2 separate regions of the Oryzias latipes genome follow, and region 2 is linked to region 1. Evidence: chromatin contacts called from public Hi-C data. All regions are on one chromosome and are shown on one strand. The core of a region is the stretch at or near the end of the contact, and the rest is flanking DNA. Distances in the headings are between cores, read along the strand shown. Region 1 has its middle 32 kb from the start of trim71. Region 2 holds the start of LOC101166063 (E3 ubiquitin-protein ligase znrf2).

Region 1 (6,846 bases), core at 2,025-4,524:
AGGTTTTTTTTGGGGGGTGGGGGGGTGGAAGTGAGCTACTCCATCCTAATTTGGACTAAAATTATTTCTGGTCGTTTCTAGTCCAAAGATCAGATGTTTGTTCAGATTTACTTTTTCTCCTAATAACTATAACTCTTTTACGAACCAAAGGGATCTAAATACATCCATCTCAGACTTTTGGAGTTTATGCAGAGGCTCGGATTTTATAGGTAATGTGGGACTGATGTAAAGGTGACGGCTTGAGCTGATTTTTCAGCCTCGGAGCAACAAACCGACAAAGATGGAGGAAAAGAGGCCGAATGAATTGAAACTTATGACAGAAGGAGCAGAAAATCTTTGCCTCCAGGCCGCAGGTTTGACAGCGGAACAGAGGATTATGAAATCAACACATTCAGTTTCCTCATAGGAAGACACGCCTGTCTGATTCCTGAATAAAACTCATTTGTTTGCAGCTCAGTTTGTTTTTTTTTTTAGGTTTTTTTTATGCATCTAAAGTGAAGGAAAGAAGTATTTGATCCCAAAAGTAATTGACAGTCTGTCATCCTCATTGTATGTTCATTTAAACAATGAGAGATAAAAAACCACAAAGAGCATTAAGAAATCCACTTTGAAGAATTTAAACACATTATTTGAATTTCATTGAGGGGAAAAAGTCAGGTTTCTTGTAGAGGATCAGGTTTCTGCACATATCAGGAGGAAATTTGGTCCACTCTTCTTTACAAATGACTTCTAAATCATTCAGATTTGGTGGTCTTGGTTGTATGTCACCTGATTTAAGCTTCCTGGTGGAGGGGAGGAGCTTCTCACTCTTGATTTGATGGTTATTTGGCTCTTCCCATCCACACGGTGAAGTAACCCTGTACAGAAAAACACCCCCATAGCATAATGCATCCACCTCCGTGCTTGACAGTGGGGATGGTGTTCTTGGGGTCATAGTCAAAGCCTTTTTCTCTTCCTCCAAACACGATGGGTTGAGTTGATGCCAAAGAGCTCAGTGTTGGTCTGATCTGACCACAACACCTTCTCTCAATCTCTCTCTAAATCATGAAGGTGTTCATGGCAAACTTCAGGCCGGCTCATGTGTCTTCTTAAGCAGAACTACTTTGAGACCTCTAAAAAATGTTAAACTATTGCTGCGTTGGTTTTTCCTGGTTCCAGCTGCTTTGAGATCATCAACTAACTCCTGTCATGTTATTGTAGAGATTTCTGACTGTTGATCATGATCATGGAGACCCCACCAGAACAGATCTGCTTTGGAGCCTCAAACCTAAAGGTGGATTGATGGTCATGTTGCAGCAACACTTATCACCTTAAAACCCCAGCTTCTTGCTGTTGGTTTTATAGTCCATTCCGGTCTTGTGCAGGTCTACAATCTAAATCCACTGAAAGCGATTTAGTCTTTCCATGTTGGAGACTTTGGAGTCTGAGTGATGGACTGATTCTGTGGACAGGTGTCTTTTCTACAGGTGATTAGTTCAAGCAGATGTCTTCAATTCAGGTGACAGGTTGGTTAGGAGAGTCTAACTGGTCTGTGTGAACCAGAACTCTTCATGGTTACTAGGGGATCAAATACCTATTGACCTTAATGAAATGTAAATTAATGTACACTTCTCAAAAACACAAAAGGAAACATCTACATAACTCAGTGTTGCTCCAAGTCAATCCCACTTCTGTGTAATCAAACTGTCCAGTTAGGAAGAAACACTGACGAACAATTTCACATGTTTTGTGGAATAAACAACAGCTGGAAATAATAGGCGATCAGCAAGAAACCTTCTATAAAGGAATGGCTCTGTGTGTGCGCGCACATGCGCGTGTGCGTGTCCAGATCATAGAGGCACTACCAGGAGACAGTAAACCAGGAGATGTGGAGGAGGCTGAAGGAGGGCAACAACCCTGCACCAGGACCACCAAAGAGAAAAACCGAGCCCTGCAAAATGACCTCCAGCAGGCCACAATTGTGCATGTGTCTTCTGCTAGACAAAGGTGTTGATGTAATGGACCAGCCCGCCCATTCCCCAGACCTGAATCCAATAGAGAGCATCTGGGACTTCCAGTGTCAGTCCATCCGCTAACGTCAGGTTACATCACAGACTGTTCAGGGTGGATGCTTTGGTCCATCAGAACCGTACCCAGGCATTGCAGGGAAGTCATACGGGCACATGGAGGCCACGCCCACTACGGAACCTCATTTTTGACTTGTTTCAAAGACATTACATTAAAGTTGGATCAGAAGCTAGTGAGTTTTTCCACTTTAGTTTTGAGTATTATTCAACATCCAGACCTCCATTAAGATAATACAATTATTTTCCAAAAATACATTTTTGTTTGGTTGTGTTGTCGGCACAAACAAAAATTGTGTAAGCAATGATGCATTTAGAACGGATAAATCAGGTAAAGGATGTTTTTTTTTTTGGAGTGTTCCGTTTATTTTTTGAGCAGTGTGATTTCTATCTCTGACTGTACAAATGAACCTACCATCAGGATGACAATTTAATTTCACAAAATAAGCAAATACTCATTTCCTCCACTGTATTGTGAAGTCAATGCAGAGTTTTAGCTATTTTAACTGGATTAAATGAGTTACATTGAGGGACAGTTCGATGAACTGAAGCTAAAATCTCGTGGCTTTGTTCAGGGCTTGTAAACAGTGAGTTTGGGGATTCAGAACTTTTTCATTTTGTTGTGTTGTATATTTTTTATCTTCATCGTTCATTAGTTTTTTCATTTTCCTGATTTTAAAACATTTCTGGAAGCAGCTCTTTATTACGTTTCTCTGTTTCTTAGGTTTGGGCTTTTCCTGATTTGGTTTTTATGGAGAGAAAAACGGTTTAATTTTCAGACTGTTCTCAAAGATTTTTTTTTTCTTTTGTTTAGTAGTCATATGTGAAAATTTATAATATATTATGTAGTCCTGTGCTAATTTGTTTTGCATAAAGTAAAGAAAGGAATTGAAATAATTATTTGTTTAATCGTTGTCAAACATAAAAATGAAGCAGTTTGAGCTGAAAACACCCAAACCTTTTTTTTTCCTCATAAAATATACAAACTATGATCTAAATTACATGATCTGTTTGCAGACTGTATGGTATTTGTTTTGGTGGATTAAAGCTTTTTGTTTCTGCTGTAAAATCCCCGGAAATAGGTAAAAACAAAAAAATATAACAAATTCTAAGAATTGCATATTTTTTACTTTGTTTTGTTGGTTTGTTTACAGAGAAAAAAAATCCAGTTTTGCCGCAGCTTTGTTCGCAGCTCTCCCTAGTGGACAGAACAGGAAGTACAACCTTAGCGCTTCTTTCCCTCTAGCTCAGGGGGGCCGACAGGTTTGACACAAAGAGCCGAAATTTTTAACTGTGATAGTCAAACAGCCACACCACGCACTGTCCTGCCAATACATACACACACAAACAAACACACAATTAAAGCCATATTATTCCCAGAAACACACTCCTCTCCTTACAATACAACAGCCCTGGATGTAATAAAGGGTGCAGTTTCAGTTATGGGTGTTTTACGTTAACACATACCGGTAAAACATGCACGTGTTTTAAAAAGGCAGAGGAAGCAAAACTGAGTTGGTTGTGTTTTTTTTTTTCAGTCATCAATCAGCATCCTGAACTCCATTAAAGTCGTCATCTTCTGCATCTGGAATGAACAGCTGGGCTACATTTCTATCAAACACGCCGGCTTCCCTTTGGTCATCGTCAGAGTCCGTCTAGTTGCCGTGCGCCTCCTCATAAATGATGCCGCCTGTTGGGAAAGATCCAAGAACAGAAAGAAAGACACGTCAGCCCAAGTATCATTCCATTCAGAAAACTGTGGCGTAACTCGCCTGGCGCTGCCTCCCAGTATGAGGAGCGGAAGATGGACAGCTTTTCGTTGTAATCCGCCGGCCAGTTTCAGGTCTTCCAACTAAGTCAACCTTGCCTTGTTTCCGTGGAAACTCAGCTGCATCTCTTAACTGTCAGAGTTTGTTTTCCAGCTTAGTTCCTCCACTTGCAAATCATGGATTCATTCACCTTGAATTCTTTCGCAGCTGCTCGATTCCCATGTTCCTCCGCGTAGCTGATAACTTGCATTTGAAACTGAGCTTCATAAGCAGTCTCTTTGCAGAATTCTCAGTGTTTCCAAAACGGTGTTGTTCTGCATCATGCTCATACCTGCACCTTTGTACTATTCGGGGTGTCTTCTTTCACGTCGTCAATTCCCCTCCTCACCGTTCTCATGCTGTCCTCTCCTACGTCCTCTATACAGAAGTCAAACAACAACCCCTTTGGGCCGCACCATAGGGCGCACCGTACATTTGGGAGAAAATGTAGGACTTTAGTACGCCTTATGGTCTTGAAAGTATGGTATATAGAAAATATGATAGGAGGGAGAGATCTGCATGTGTATTTGAGGCTGAAATTTATTTATAATAGTCATTTTTACATGCATTCCTTGTTGGAATGCATTTGGAATGTTGCAGTTTCACTCCTCGACCGCTAGATGTCAGCAGTATTACACTGAACTTTACTCCCTAATAGAGACTTCCAGTCTCACATTCAGTATTTATGCAGAATATTGAAGTAATCAGATTACAGAGGAGGGGCTGGATTACAATGCATTGTACCATGAAGCATAAATGAGACAGAGATCTCTGGCTGTGAAATGAACTAAATTCTCCTTGAAACCACCAGAGAAGTGTCCTAAAGTCACAACTGAGCCATGAAAGCTTCTTCAAAGCAATGGCGACAGGAAGCGCCTGGCTGATCAAACACACCAGCAGGCCGGCGGCACCTCCAATCCAGAGCGCAGAGCTGGTGAAGGAGGCCCCAGCAGATGGCTGGGAGGACCTTTTGCTGCTGGCGTGCGTGTCTACATGCAGGTCTCTGCATTTGTGGATGAGGTGGTTCTCAGAGGAGCCAATTAGCTGCAGCAGACTGTGAAGGCACCCGAGAGCTCAGAGATCCAGGCTGGTTCTCTTTGTTCTGCTAGGAACAGCAGCAGATTCACCACAGCACGTTTTCAGCCTTTATAATGGGAGCGGACACTGAGGCTATGGAAGCCCAAAAGGCCCAAAATGAGCTGGTTTCAAATTTTACCAGTGATTTTTTTTCACTCTCATCCTTTTCACATGTGTTTCTTAACAAGACCATTATTCATTTCACTGAAATAATAGAAAATCACAGAAAAAAAAAGGTGTAGCAACACTTTTTTATAGCTGTATCATCTTAGAATTAAGGATTAGAAAATTGCAGCTTTTTTGAGTTTCAAATGAACCTTCTCTTACCAATTTAGACACAAACCAGGTGGAACCAAGCATGGTGTGCCTTATTATCCAGTCCTTTCTATATTTTTGTGTACATTTCTGACATATTACATTTATAAATGTGTTACATTTATATGTATAGATATGATGCATATATTTTTATTATGTCTATATATTGTTTGTTTCTGTTACGCTTGTTATCTCTCATGGGGGGGGGGGGGGGGGGTAGTCATTTTAACTTTTAAAGCTCTAATTTGCTCAAATTGAGGGTTTGGGATTTTTGAGCGTTACAATTTCTTTTTTGTCCCGCCTAACTGTGATTTAAAAAAAAAAATCATTTTTGAGGTGGGGGGAGCAACCCATCCCAGTTCAGGATTCATTTTCATTAGAAACCAAGATGGCGGAGATGATCCATGCAGGAAAAAACACATCTCAAATAAAATATATTCATTCACGACTGAAAAATGACTGAGAGCAGAATTACTGGAAATTAAAAAACATGTTTATTGCTGAAACATTAAACCAAAGAAACGTTCAGTATGGTTGTGAGAGAAGAAAAGAAAAACTGCTTTAGTTTACTTGAAATTCAGATGAAAACGTTTTGAAAAGATCATCTGGATTTAACTCTAACTTGTTCGTGTTAAGATGACACGACAGTTAACTTCAGGTTTAAGGATTAAGGCTAAATCTTTCACAATAAAAGCTCCACCTTTAAAGCAACAGCACCGAAACGGCTCAGATCTGCATCAAAGTGTTCTATAAATGACTGAATGTTGAATGAATCAAATCTTCCAGTGAGGATGAATTTGAGTGTGAAAAGGACGAGGCTTCCTCTGGTGCAGACGGGGAAACTTTGTTTCCTGATCTGAGAACAAAAGCAGATGAAAAGTTTTTTCAGAAGTTCCTCCTTCCCTTTCATGGATCAAACCATGATGTTGCTTCTTCACTATCTTTTCTGGATCAGGATGGAAACAACGTTTGTGAACTTTTTTACATCGTGTTGGATCTTTGGAACAAACGATGGCGTGAACAACGGCGTTACGTCTGTGACAGAGATTCATTTGAACACAGTCAACAGTGTCAGGATCTCCAGCTCCCAAATGAGGCTCTGTGATGTGGGTGGATGGGACTGAGCCCTCCCTCACAGATCCCAGCTGACGTGGGAGTGACGGAGGTCGTGACGTAGTCTGGGAGATGTGACCTCCGACCCTGAAGATGCCTTCAAATCCAATTTGAGCTCAGTTGTGAAGCGAGAGACATTTCTCCGGTGGGTGTGGGGAGAAGGAGCGGAGTCGGGGCCACAGCAGGAAGCACAGAGGCAGACATTGATTTTGTGTTGGATTTTACATTCTTCAAAGTCTCTCTATAAGCTCTCCACAGACACAAAGATGCCCAAAAAAGGGGGGGAGGGGATCAACCCAATCAGAAGACGAGAACATTTTTGCACAGAAAACCAGCAAAAGGCTCAGAAAACCCACTCTGCATTTGTCTGAATCTAGAAGGTGATGAACTGCTGGTGTGTTGGAGGCAGGCCATCGTTCTTTTGCTTGCGGCGCCACAAACAGAGTCAGAGACAGAAACGTTCAGACAGA
Region 2 (6,983 bases), core at 2,363-4,862, 150 kb after region 1:
CAAACAAAAGATCTCTTAGATTTCTGTCCTTCCTGAGTCCCAATGACGGCATGAAGATTTGAAGTAAGCCAGTGGTCACATGACTTGATACATTTGTTTTGCACTGATGTGAAGCACCAACAATCAGAAAGACTGGCAGAACCACAAGTGCTGACATTTGTTTAAAAAGATTCAGGTGTTTAATGCCAAAGAAGTTAAAAAAGGTTTGAACCAGAACACAAGGATGTTTAATGATGTTTGGAATTATACTATTTAACACTGAAGTAAAGGAAAACTGACCTGCCTGTGCAAAAAGCGGCCTAGTGGTCAACTGGTCCTCTACCAGGGCTTCACTTGCCTCTATTTTTAAATGGCTCAAAGCGGAAGTTGTGGCATTTCCCCTTGTCCTACTTTGTTGTTATGGTTAAATAACCAACAGAGTGTGGAAAACACAAATTTCACACAGAGAAGGTGGCAGAATTCCCTCCTGTTCAAAGTCCTCTCTACCCATCAGTAAATTGAAAGAGAAGGAGCTCTTGTGAGCTTCACACTCATCGGCAGGATATAACCTTTACCTTTGAGACAACAGTCCATCTTGTAGTGCTTCATGGCAATCTATGGTCTTAAAGCTTAATGTAACAGGATTTGTTTCAGTCCTGAATATTTGAAGAAAAGAGCCCATCAACTTAAGCTTCACCTCCCACCTTCCTTACCTTGCAGACCACTTCAGGGTTTCCGTCCCAAAAAAGTTTGTTTTGAACATTATAAGCGAGTTTATCCCCCTCGAGGCAAGAAAAATGCACAAGAACTCCCCCCCATCCCCACCCCCATGTGTAAAAGCTAACAAATTGTACAGAAAAGTCTTAGTCTTAAAGCTCCATTCTGTTTATGATGAAAAGTAAAACCTACCAGTAGTTCTGTATTTGAGTCTTTTCCATTGTAGCTGTTTTTGTCCTCTAAATAAAGATTTAATTATTCAAAATCTTCTTTTTCTGCTAGCTGCTGGGCCTTCCAGACATAGACGACGACACCTTTGAGCACTTCCACGCCGACGTGGAGGGGGAACCTGGACCCGACCAGCAGCAGATGGGGGTCAGCCAGCAGTGATCCGCCCCCACCCCTCCAGTACCCATAAGGAGACCTGGCCTGAGCAGAGCTGCTCCAAACCTCCGGACATGAACACATGATAAACATACTTACAGTCAACTTGCTGGAATTGCACCATTTTTCTTGAATGTCTCAGTGGCTTTGCTTCCCAAAGAATGCACTTTGTCGAGTCCTCCATAGAACAAACACACACACACACATTGGGGAGGTGGGACCCTGTGTACAATGCAAGTAGTAATCCTCCATCTGCTTGGTTCCTCAGAAAGAGTCCAGAGGTTGGGTAAAAGTAGAGTTGGACGTCACGACAATAAACCCCTTCTAACTCTGTGGAGGAATCTGCGGAAAATTGTCCTTCTGGGGCTGCAGATGTGAGGATGAGGATGAGAGGAAGAAGCAAGTGTGTGTGTGTGTGTGGGGGGGGGGGGGGGGGGCTCTATAAATGACATGACAAACATCATACAGTTACAGGAAACCCATTTTAGATGTTTATTGTTGCACACTGTCACAGTTATGGACACCCCCCCCCCCCCCCCCCCACACACACACACACAAACATGCTGCACATGACACTTCTCATATCCTTCAGTCTTCCTGGTTGTTGTCGGTGGTCTTCTCTTCTGCAAAACTCCTAGATTCTTCTACATGCCTTTTCTTCCTATCTCTGCTGTTTTCAACCTTTCATCTGATGACCAAGCTGAGAAGGGGGGAGGCCCTCACCCCAGGGTAGGGCCCATGTTCTTTCCAGTCACAGATGCACTGCAGCGCTCCCCACATGACAGCCCCCCACACACCCCACATTTCCTTTTGCCTGTAACGCTGTTCCTTCATGAGCCTGTGATCGTCCAGCAGTCTCTTCTGTTTGCTCAATAAACCCGTGTGAGCAGAGCCCTCCTCTCCCGCCTGACTTTTATTGGAGCACAAGACACAAACATGGAGGGATTTTCATGTTGGACCTGCTGCTGCTGCTGCTGACGTCACAGACCACCTGACGCTCACTGCGTCAGGTTTGAGACGTCTATGCGCACAGGAAGCTGGGCTTCAACTTTCAAAGTAAAAGCACGAAAATGGTTGGCTGCACAGAAGACCTGGGGAAACTGTTATTTACTCTGTCAAGAAGAAATAGAACTACTTTGTCCGCTTAACAAAAAAAAAAAGAATATTATAATATATATAATATATAAGTTTCAAATAATTAGAATATATAAGAAGCCCTGTGACCCCGAAAGGGATAAAACGGCAGAAAATGAATGAAGGAACATAAGAAGTAAAATTATTCACCCATTCTTCTCAGCAACTTTTGCAAATAAATCAAAATTAACTTATAGACTCAGCTGCATAAATGAATCCACAAATATGAGTATTTACACATCAAACATGCACCAACAGGCAAAACTCAAGATTTTGAACCACAACCATAGAACAAAACAACAGCATGCAATGTCCAAAAAAGGACCTCACATAATAATAAATACATATTAGTTACATAATGTTGCACAATGTAAATGCATAATTCTTATTAATTTACCTAAAATGCATCCTCAGACCTCTGTACAGCAACATAAACACTCCTCCATATTTTGTACCTTTATGATCTTAAAATTATGTCAATTTTGAAAAATTAGTCATTTTTGAGAACAAAATATTTCTGGAAAAATCATAGAATTCTCGGAAACCTGCTATGAATTTAATTAAAGAACGTAAAACATCTATGATAACGGCTGAATTACAACATTTAACTCCCAAAAAGTTTTTGGTTGATGAAAGGTCAACCTTGTGTAATCTTCATAGATAAGCTTTAAACTGCTGCTTTCAAAGGGCTTTTTCCAGTCTAAACCTGCTGGTTCTTTACTCATGCCGGCACTGAAAATTTCATTTTTTAAATCCTTTTAGGTGTTGAGACAGTTTTGACATAGAGACCTTATCATGAAAACATTTTGAAATCAGGGTTTTATGAAACATTACTTGTAAATTTTGACTTTTCTGCTGACAACTGAAGATAGAGAAACTTTAGGATGTTTTCATGGAATAGAGACAGACAGGAATTTTTGTCTTGACGGACAGATGAGAAGAAAATGTAAGTGTCGTTGCAAATGATCTGCTGAGTGTGTTGAACATTTGGTCTGAATGTTCTGCTCTACAGGCAGAAAAAGAAACAGTGATTGATTTGAATCTTCTCCACCTCTTCACAGTCACACCCACCTCATCTTTTTGTGTGGGTCTGTGTTTGCTCTCCGTTTGAACCGAAATGACATTTCCTATTTCAATTTATTACAACACACTTTAGGAATAAATAAAACTCAAATAAGTCCCCTGGGAACAGGGACATTTTTAGTCTTTATTTTGACATGAGCACACTTAAAGTACATTGTTGAGTAAAACTAACAAACCTCTGAGCGTTTATTACACCACCTACCTCAGACAGATAAAACCATTCGAGTAGTGCTCCTTTTTTCGGCCCCGAGGACACAAAGGTTTTGCAGGCTTTTATTTTGAAGCCAGCTTTCCGTTTCATGTGCTGTATTTCTGTGACTTTGACCAAACTGCCCCACAGCAGGAGGAGGAGGGCAATCCTGTTTTTATTTTTCTGTCCAGACGGCTGCAGATAAGTACAAAAACAAAGTGGGAGCAGAAGAGCTTGGGGTCTGCCGCTGCGCCTCAGCCCTCGTCTGGAGCGCAGGAGCCGCTGGCGCGATCCCGCAGAGGTCTTCTCCACTTTGTCTTCTTCTTCCCATTGTTATAAAAAAAGTGGGGGGAGGAGGAGGGCTGAGCTACGAAGGGAGAGACAGAAAACAACCCCGAACAACTGAGAGCAAGTTCAGCGTCAGCGTGTGCGCACTTTACGCACGGGCAGAAATCTGACATGCGGGACCGCGGCTGATTCCTGTCCTTTTGTTGGCTTCCTCCCTTCAGAAGTCACTGTCATAATGTCTCGTGCAAGAAATCTTTAATAAAAGCCGACGCAGCATCATGGGGGCCAAACAGAGCAGCCAGGTGTTTGACGGCAGGACTCGGGCTTACTCCAGCTCAGACCTCCCGTCTGGGAACTCCGGTGGACGGGAAAGGATTTCGGGATTGAGGTACACCAACGGACCCGACGGACCCCGAATCCGATACACAGCTGGAGGCCCGAACAGCTCCGGGCTGAGTATCCCGGCCGGCGGCAGGTCAGGGTCACACAATCAGAGCCTGGATGGCACAGATGAGGTGGAAGGCCAGCTGCCCCCCGACAGCCACAGGTTACTCATAGGCTCTCTGCCGGCACAACTATCGCCTCGCCTGCTGGGAGGTAAGGCTCCAGCGCGCAACATGTTGACCACAAACCCATGATGACATCTACTGATTCTGTCTGCGTGGACTAGGAATGCTTGTTTGCAGCACAGAATGTCCCATTCTTATCTCCAACACTTTGTGCAGCAGCTCTCCGAGCACTCCTGACTCTGTTAGGGAAGCATACTGCTCAGTGTTTTTCCATCTGTGATACCTGCCACAGTTCATATCTGTTTGATGACTGACTTCTTTGTTTGGCACATTAACTGAGCCACAGGTGGCCCCGGCTGCTCTGCTGTTCTTTGTTTTCCTTCTTCTGCTCTTGTGTTTTTACAGAACAGGACTGTTTTGCGCTCTGGCTGAGAGGGAAGAGCGCAGTATGTAGGTCAACAGATAAGAGCTTCCTGCTGGTTACACATTGCTTGACAGGCAGACGCACAACAACGGCACACAAACTTCCTGAATCTGCAGGTCTTGCTGTTTTCTGCAGCTCGCCGGATTAGATCACAACAAAAGCCAAACGCCGCCTCAGGACTCCCTAAAACCGAAGCCCAGCCTTTGCCTTCTGTTGGCAATTTTTCATAACTGACTTTCAGATCCCCTCCCCCTCTGTCCACGTACAAGCATAACTAATGAGGAAGTGTAATGACTGGAAACCTCATCGATAACCTTTGGTCATGGGAGTCGTGTGACTGTGACTCTGCAGAACTTCTGGCTGCTGGGATGGTTTCAGGCTATTTTCTGTGTTTTGCAAATCATAGTGATTTAAAATGCATCTTTGAAGCAACATGTGGGTCAAATTAGACACAGAAATCTTTCTGGTCTGCCTAATAATGTTTCCTGGTTTATGTTGCTGCATTGAATAAGGTCATCTATCAAATAGGTCAGGAGGTGATAATGGATTTCTGTGGAAGACCGGGAGTTGCATGCAAGCGTTTCAGCTGCAACGGTTCCAACGTCTTTCCCTGTTTACACGTCAATAAAAGACTCTGGGAGAGCTGCGTCTGGACCCCTTTCAGTGTTTATGTTTGTCTGTGTTTTTCCCAGGATTCCACTGTCCTGTTTGCTCCAAGTTTATGGCAGCAGATGAAATGGAGAAGCACCTGCTCATGTGTTTCAGCAAGACGCGCCTCACCTACAACAGTAAGTTTCAAATTCAAGCCCAGAAGCAGGAAATCCTGCACGTTGTTTCCTTCATGCTGCCGAGTATTACAACACAGAATTTAGCAGATGTTTGCTCAAAGACCCTCACACGCTCATAATTGACAGTGCTGTAGGGACAGAATATGCACAACATCACCAGGAATACTTTGACTAGTGGTTTATCTGAAATATCCCAGTTTTTTTTGCATGTTTTACACCTTTCTGCTTAATGGTCACAACCATCTTGCTTCATACAATAACATACCTTAGCCTCAAAATTTGGACAGTTGTTGGAACACGCCTTGTGACGTCTTTGTAGCCCTGGGGGTATGAGAATCAAACATCAATCAAAGGGCCACGCCTCATTTGTCTGCCATTTTCTGAGGTCAAATGTCAAACGCCACAACAAAGTTCATAAAGGTTTACTGCAGTACAGAATTCATAGCAGCTAGCCTCTAAATGTGTTCATTTCTCTTTACCTGAGCCGGTTAGGTTGATATTTCAGACAAATTGTGCATTTTGTTGTACAAGCACAGTCGCTACTCAATCTGTGACGGCTACTCGATCGATCCCCGCATTTGCGAACATTACATAACTTCTTCTTTGTCGCCAGCATTGCAACAGTCAAGCAATTTCATTTAGATTAATTCGTTTTTGCTTTTTGTATGTTTGTGGTTCCAAGTTTGTAAACATTCTAAATAATTGTCAAATACTTAAAATATAGATTTAAAAGAAAAGATCAGCTCCTGGTCAGATTTCCTGACAGTTCGGCCTCCTTTACGACTGAACTCTGTGCTTACATGATTTTCTGTTTTCCTCAGCAACTGAGAGGTTCTCCCGACTCAATCACAGCCCCGCAAAATATACAATAATAATAATAATAATAATAATAATAATAATGGATTAAATTTATCTGCGCTTTTTCTTGGGGCTCAAAGCACTTACAGTGTTTCCATTATTCATTCAGTCCTCATTCCCATTTGGTGATAGGCGTTTGGTGATAGGTGTTAGGCGTAGGAGGCGTGGCTTCATTGGACGACCTGCTCTACTGCTTGAGCCACTGCCACCTTGTAAAAGAACATCGCCTGAATGCAACACTGTGAAATCGTAAATTGCTGATAAAGACGAAAATCTCAGTGGTGTGTGATAGAATCACATCCACACGGCTTGGAGTCCTTTTCTCTGAACACTTTTATTTTTTACATATATTGGTAAAAAGAGGAGAAGTCCGTCACATCTCCTCATTTTACTCTGAGGAGATGTGACGGACTGCTGCAGCTGCTTTAGCCGTTAAGAGCGTGTCTGTGCTAACGGAGTTAGAAAAGTGTCAGTAAGTTGTGCTGTATCCTCCTACCTTGGGGAGTAAACTGTCACCAAGCAAAACCGAAGAAAAAGAAAAATTTTTTAGTCCACTTGTAGTCTTTTTATTTTTATTTTTTTAAGTTTTTCAGTCCTGATCCTTATTTGTTTTTTTTGTCAACATTAAA

Evidence for each region. Hi-C and Micro-C count contacts between places; a contact is called where the count stands out from the background.
Region 2: a Hi-C map of embryo shows a contact between it and region 1, with 1.8 times the contacts expected there. The contact joins the promoter of LOC101166063 here to the enhancer-like site in region 1. A contact is called at or near these places in 2 of 5 Hi-C or Micro-C datasets (embryo and fibroblasts).

Annotation. Positions count from the first base shown.
Region 1 is chr11:14,224,742-14,231,587 of ASM223467v1, forward strand. No RefSeq gene overlaps it. Among protein-coding and RNA genes, the nearest start is that of trim71, 32 kb to the left of the region's middle. Within about 2 kb of position 3,275, at least 3 of the 8 cell types and tissues checked have an H3K27ac peak or open chromatin away from gene starts, as enhancers often do. A contact at or near this core is called in embryo, where this site is marked.
Region 2 is chr11:14,374,405-14,381,387 of ASM223467v1, forward strand. LOC101166063 (E3 ubiquitin-protein ligase znrf2) reads left to right here and starts at 3,613. Exons shown (of 4, transcript XM_004073876.4): 1 at 3,613-4,372; 2 at 5,401-5,496. The coding sequence starts at 4,054. It overlaps mturn (maturin), which reads left to right. Exons shown (of 4, transcript XM_023959903.1): 4 at 979-1,972. The coding sequence ends at 1,086.